Regions from separate parts of the Bos taurus genome. Here region 1 is linked to region 2. Evidence: chromatin contacts called from public Hi-C data. All regions are on one chromosome and are shown on one strand. The core of a region is the stretch at or near the end of the contact, and the rest is flanking DNA. Distances in the headings are between cores, read along the strand shown. Region 1 holds the start of CLUL1 (clusterin like 1). Region 2 holds the start of THOC1 (THO complex subunit 1).

The links. A called contact is a pair of places that touch in the nucleus more often than the background predicts.
Region 1: a contact with region 2 is called in a Hi-C map of liver, with 4 times the contacts expected there. The contact joins the promoter of CLUL1 here to the promoter of THOC1 in region 2. A contact is called at or near these places in 3 of 11 Hi-C or Micro-C datasets (blastocyst, liver and skeletal muscle).

What each region holds. Positions count from the first base shown.
Region 1 is chr24:35,517,653-35,520,787 of ARS-UCD2.0, forward strand. It overlaps CLUL1 (clusterin like 1), which reads left to right and starts at 1,324. Exons shown (of 8, transcript NM_001034520.1): 1 at 1,324-1,389; 2 at 2,354-2,472. The coding sequence starts at 2,367. It also overlaps the pseudogene LOC112444249.
Region 2 is chr24:35,221,570-35,224,791 of ARS-UCD2.0, forward strand. THOC1 (THO complex subunit 1) reads right to left here and starts at 1,832. Exons shown (of 21, transcript NM_001205480.2): 1 at 1,757-1,832. The coding sequence starts at 1,810. It overlaps LOC101902862 (a long non-coding RNA gene), which reads left to right and starts at 650. Exons shown (of 3, transcript XR_239827.5): 1 at 650-1,587. MIR544B-2 (microRNA mir-544b-2) reads right to left here and starts at 453; the gene lies at 362-453.

The sequences.
Region 1 (3,135 bases), core at 74-2,573, 300 kb after region 2:
TAAACTCCAGACTGCAGGTTGCTCAGACACAAGGGTCAACTTCTAAGGGCCCCAAAAGGCAGGTGAGTCAGTTTAGAACAGTCAGTGTGACCTGCTGAAAAGTACCGAGCATCACATTAATAAGTAGTGATCAATAAGTCCAATCAATAAGCATCAATAAGTGGAATCCCTCCAAACTTGGAAAAGGGACCCCAAGACAATCTTGAGATTTCAGTAGCCAGAGACCCAGACTACAGTAGCTGCTATGGTGACTCTCTAATTGTTTTTAGAAGAATCATTTGCTGAATTTTTAGCTCAGCTAATCAATGAGTATATTGTAGTGAAATGCTCACCTATTACACTCTTTATAGGCTAGATGTTATCATTTCATCTAATTAAAATGTTTGCATATGTTTTTTAAAATGCCAAACAACTATGTAAATAATCCTCAGAATGTTTTTAAAATTAATTTTTATTGGAGTATAGTTGTTTTACAATGTTGTGTTAGTTTCTGCTGTACAGCAAAGAGAATCAGTTACGTGTACACATATACCCACTCTTTTTCAGATTCTATTCCCATATAGGTCATCACAGAGTATGGAGTAGAGTTCCCTGTGCAATACAGTAGGTCCTTATTAGTTATCTCAAAATGTTTTATCTAAGCATTTTCTTACTCTTTTTCATATTGTTCCTTACATTTCCAACAAAGAAATTTGTTTGACCTATATACGAAGAGGTGTGTGTGTGTGTGTGCGCGTGCACATACACGTGTGCTCAGTCATGTCTGACTCTTTGAAACGTCAAGGACTGTAGCCTGCCAGGCTCCACTGTCCATGGAATTTTCCAGGCAAGAATACTGGAGTGGATAGCCATTTCCTCCTCCAGGGGACTTTCTCAACTCAAGAATGGAACCAGCGTCTCCTGCATTGGCAGGCGGATTCTTTACCACTGAACCACCTGGGAAGCCTGTGTAAGAAGATACATAGAAAAAATTTCAAATTAAAAAATATTTCTAAGGCTTTAACGAGTCTTATCAAACATATCTGTGTATGCTTGTTTTGGCAACACAGATACAAACACTGGAACAATACAGAGGCCCCAGTACAAGGATGACACGCAAATGTATGAAGAATTCCATATTAAAAAAAAAATTGTGTAAAATAAAGTAGCTCAAGGTCACTGTTCCTGATCGTGTAGACAGCCCGCCCTCTAGTGTTTATTTCGAGACCCTACCACATTCTAAACCATACCCTTAATCTCACAATGTTAGGTTAATAGGATTAAGAGCTGTGTCATCAAATTAATAGAACAAGATTAAATCCCTGACACAGACAAACATTAAATCAGAGGAAAGTGAAGGTCCTTACAGAAGCTGGTGGCAACCTCGTTGGTGAGAGCCTGCAGTTAGTGGTAAATATGTTAAAATTTTATTTGGTAAATAGGGTCTTGATCCCCGGGAGAAGGGAATGGCTCTTGACTCCAGTATTCCTGCCTGGAGAATCCCTTGGGCAGAGGAACCTGGCGGGCTACAGTCCACGGGGTCACAAACAGTTGTACACAAATGACCGACCAACACGGAACTGAAAGGGTCTTAACAGAAAGAGAATTAGCTCAAATGATAATTCTAGACGTAAAATGTGATAGCTTTGTAACTACCAGTATTTTAAAAAGACATTCCAAATGTAGATTAAATAATATAGGGTTGGGTTTTTATTCCAAAATAACAAATATATATATAAAAATATAAATATCCTTTTTGGGAGGAGTTAAGATAATCTAGAGATATAACTGTGAAAGCATATGTTTTTACTGGCAATGTTTACAACTAATTGTATAAAAGGAAATTTATTATCTGAGAAGAAAAAAATTTGTGTAGGATTCATTTATCTGATGGCGTTTATAAGATATATGAGAAAAATCTGAGGGGTTCTTGCTTTCATAAAAAAAAAATAAGTAGTGAACCATCTAGGTTAAAAATTACTTATGGCCTGAGAATTTTGGAGAAAAAACAATCCCCTCTGACATAGCTAATTCTGTGTTTGGGGTTGTTTACTGTTGACAAGGAAATAAAATGAAATTTGGATTCTGCGGGGCTGGGATCCATACTTTTGGTTGCCTTAAATTTCAAATGCTTCAGATGAAGACCTTATTTAACTGCCATGAAGAATGCAAACAAAAGAGGGACTTGGGTTGTCTTTTCAAAGAATTTATTTAGATTTCAAGTTTCCTTATGTCTCAACTATATCAACATGCATTGTCTAAAGTCATAAAGAAAAATCGACAGAAAAATGCTTTGACTCACCAGGTGTTTTCAACTGATGCCAACAGAAACTAAACGGAAGGCATCTGATACAGGTTTATCCTTCCTTCGCAGTCACGGCGGAAACATGAAGCCGCCAATCTTGGTGTTTATCGTGTATCTGCTGCAGCTGAGAGACTGTCAGTGTGCGCCTACAGGGAAGGACCGAACTTCCATCCGTGAAGACCCGAAGGGTAATGTCTGGTATCTTTATCTGCACCGTGTCCCGTCTGCCTGTTTCCATGTCCTGCTGGCACTTACTGTGATTTACAGTTGAGAGATAACCGCATTCAGAACGCCCTCTAGTTTCACAGGGAGACGTTCTCCAGGCTCTTAAGCCAAGTAGACAAGACGCCAAACATCTGGATTAAAAATAGAAAATTCCAATTGTGTCTCTGAGAACGGTTCACAGTTCCAGATGTTCGCCATCACAGAGATAAAACTTGCCAATGTCTTAGGCTGCACGGCTTGGGTTCATCCAGATGTTCCGTGTCCTCTGAGCACGGTTTTAACGAACAGTGAAATTCTTTGCTAGCATTTGAAACATTTAAACAATTAAAGTCATCCATGCAGTTATTCGTGAGACCGTGAAAGGATGGGTTAGAGCGACATCGAATCTGGTTGGTCTGTGCTCATTAAATTGGAGCCTTTGTTTGCCGAGATAGCTTTGGGTGCCTATCTTAGAAAAATAAATTAGTTTAAATGTTCCTTTTGGGGATCTGTAAATAAATTTGGAGGCCAGGTTAAGCTCCTTTGGCGGCCACGTTGGCTATTGTGAAAAGAGTATGACAAACGATGAATTTCATACTCACTAAAGGCTTTTTAAAGGGGTGTTAGAGACATCCAGGAGGTTATTA
Region 2 (3,222 bases), core at 582-3,081:
CATTTATACAGGAAATGGTCTATTCCTGACTCTGTGAGTAGGCTGCGTAATCTTGGTGCGTGCAAGCTCAGTGGTGTCCGACTTTTCGTGACCCCATGGACTGTACCCCACCGGGCCCCTCTGTCCATGGGATTCTCCTGGCAAGAATACTGGAGTAGGCTGCCATTCCCTCCTCCAGGGGATCGTCCCCACCCAGGCAATGAACCCACATCTCCTTTGCCTCCTGCACTGGCAGGCGGATTCTTTACCACTGCACCACCCAGGAAGTCCGTAATCCAGAGCATACCCTTTGTCTCTGAACTTCATTCTCCTCACCAGTTACATATATGGGTTGTTGTGGGTCCTTATTACCACCAGCAGCAGTGGCATCACCTGAGAACTTGTTAGAAATGCAGAATCTCAGGCCCCATTCCTACCGAACCAGAATCTCATTTAACAAGATCCCCAGGTGATCCCAACCCATGCTCAATCTCAAGAAGCATTGGGCTAGATGATCTCCTATTAAATGGTCCCTTCCAGGACTGATATGACCTTGGACACACCTAACAGTTTCTCCTCGCAGAATTATAGAAAAGTAGGGACGAATCCAGTCAAACGACTTAGAACACGGTTCTTCATTTGGTAATGGGCAACATAAGAAGAATACTGAGTCTGAAGTCAGAAAAAACAGTGAAGCAAATCATTTAACTTTTATGTTTTCGAACTGTGGTGCTGGAGAAGACTCCGGAGAGTCCCTTGGACTGCAAGGAGATCAAAGCCGTCAATCCTAAAGGAAATCAACCCTAAATATTCTTTGGAAGGACTGATACTGAAGCTCCAAACTTTGGCCACCTGATGCGAAGAGCCGACTCACTGGAAAAGACCCTGATGCTGGGCAAGACTGAAGGCAGAAGAAGTGGGTGACAGAGGATGAGATGGTTGGGTGGCATCACTGACTCAATGGACATGAGTTTGAGCAATCTCCAGGACATGGTGAAGGACAGGAAAGACTGGCACGCTGCAGTCCATGAGGTTGCAAAGGGTCGGACACGACTTAGCGACTGAACAACAACAAAGGCGGGGGCTGGGGGGCGGGCTGTCTCAGTTTCTATCTCGTCTACTGCGGATAATTAAACACCCTACTTCACAGGGCTATTCTGAGTTAAATAAGCTAACATCAAAAAGCCCTGTAAAGTGTTTCCCCCAAATGCTTAAATTACTGTTCCCCAAGGCGGAAGAATAAAATGACAGATGACAACCCTTCCCAAGCTGATCAATTTGCCTCGCCCCACTTAGGACCGTCCTCATCGATCTCTAAGGAGTGAGATACAAAGAGTTAAAGGGTGATGAATAAGCGGCGAGAAGAGCCACCTGGCAGTTAGGAGGCGGGGCGGAAGCCGGTTCTCTGGACTAAAACCAGTCCCGCCTTCCCTCTAGAGCAGCCCCCTGCCAATTCTGGAAACACCCGCCTGGCTAAGCGAGCACCGCAGAGGAGCAGGACCCAAACGGAGGTAGTCTGCGGGTGAGCCCTCCACGAAGGGCGCAGGGCTCCGGGACCCGCCGGCGGAAAGGAGGAGGCGGACCGCAGAGGACTCTTGGAAGAGGCAGGTAAAGCGCCTTTGCCGCCTCCCCAGCCCACGACGGGGCCGGGAACCCGTCGCCGCGGCGTAACGCCTCTGTCCCCGCTTTACCCCAGTGCAAAATTCAAGTAATTTCAGGGAGAGGAGAGCAACAAATAGCGTTGGGCCGGGGCCGCGCCCACCGTTCCGCAACTCACAGTAAACCGCGTCCGCGCTTCGGGCAAACTGAAGAGCGGCGGCGTCGGAGACATCTTCTTGGCTGAGCGTGCCCGCCACTTCGTCGCGGCGCCCGCTGATGACGTCAGGGCGGGAGCAACGAGAGTGCCGGCTCCGTGCGCGGCTAGAGTGGCTTGTGGGCGCAGGGGCGGGTCCGGTGGTGTTAGGGAGCTTCCCTGTGACGGAGGTCGGGAGGGCGTTTGGGAGCCAGGGTTAGCCACTCAACGCCCGATCCGGGTTCGTGGGTAACAACCCATGGGTGACTGCAGATGCGCGGCCTCGCCCTGTACACGCTGCGGGTTACAAGCCGGGACGCTCGGGCTGTTGGCCGGCGTTCTCCTGGTTTGGGAAGTCGGGTGAATGGCGGCTGGTTACGGCTCGATGGGCCGCAAGGGAAGGTGGTAGCCGTCTGAGAATCCAAGTCAGGCGGCTTATCCGGGAGCTCCGGGCTGGGGAGGTGACGGCAGTGGCCGTCGGTTCAAAGTCCTTCTTCCCGAACGAGTGGTCCCACCTCCGGATTCGCGCCTCTGCCTCGAAGGTCACGGGCCCTGTAGCTCAGGTGCAGTTCCACTTTCTGAGAAATAAAAATAACGCTTGTATCCCTGAGCTGTTGAGGAGCGTGAAGTCATGAATGCAAGCGTGGCTTGTGTAGCAATGTAATGTGTGGGGATTCGTTCATTTTGCTGGCAGATAGAGGGCTCTACTGAACGAGGAAGATTGTGGAGGAACGCAGTACTCGGCACTGATTGGATAGCCAGTGGCGCCAAGTCCCAGGGTTAAGGCACCTGTTGCAAGACCTAGTCTTCTGCCCGGTTCCTCCCTCGTCTCCGCTCACTTGGCCAATAAGAAGCCAAGGGGCAGTCGTCTTTCCGTTGGAATTATGCGGTGGGGAAAGAAGCACTGACCCAAACACCTGCTACCAGCTCTTACCCACCTGCGCGTGTTCCTAAATGAAAGCCTGGCGCGCTTTACCTGGTTCCCTTCGTGGATATCCAGCGAGAGTACGGGACGCTAACAAAAATATAACTTTGCGTTATCTTGTCCCTAAGTGGGAATTGTGAACAGTGATGGCTACCTGGAGCGTTGCAGGTTTTTTCAGAATAAAATCATTCAGGTTTGATTGTACAACGTACGTTGCCAAATTGCCCAAATCAACTGGTATTAACTGACTTAATAGGTAACTGATGTAATCGGATTGTTATCGTATTATGGATGATTGTTCAGTTCAGTTCAGTCGCTCAGTCGTGTCCAACTCTTTGCGACCCCACGAATCCCAGCACGCCAGGCCCCGCTGTCCATCACCAACTCCTGGAGTTTACCCAAACTCATGTCCATGGAGTTGGTGATGCCATTCAGCTATCTCTGTCGTCCCCTTCTCCTCACCAACTCCCGGAGTTTACCCAAATTCATGTCCATGGAGTTGGTGATGCCATTCAGCCATCTCTGT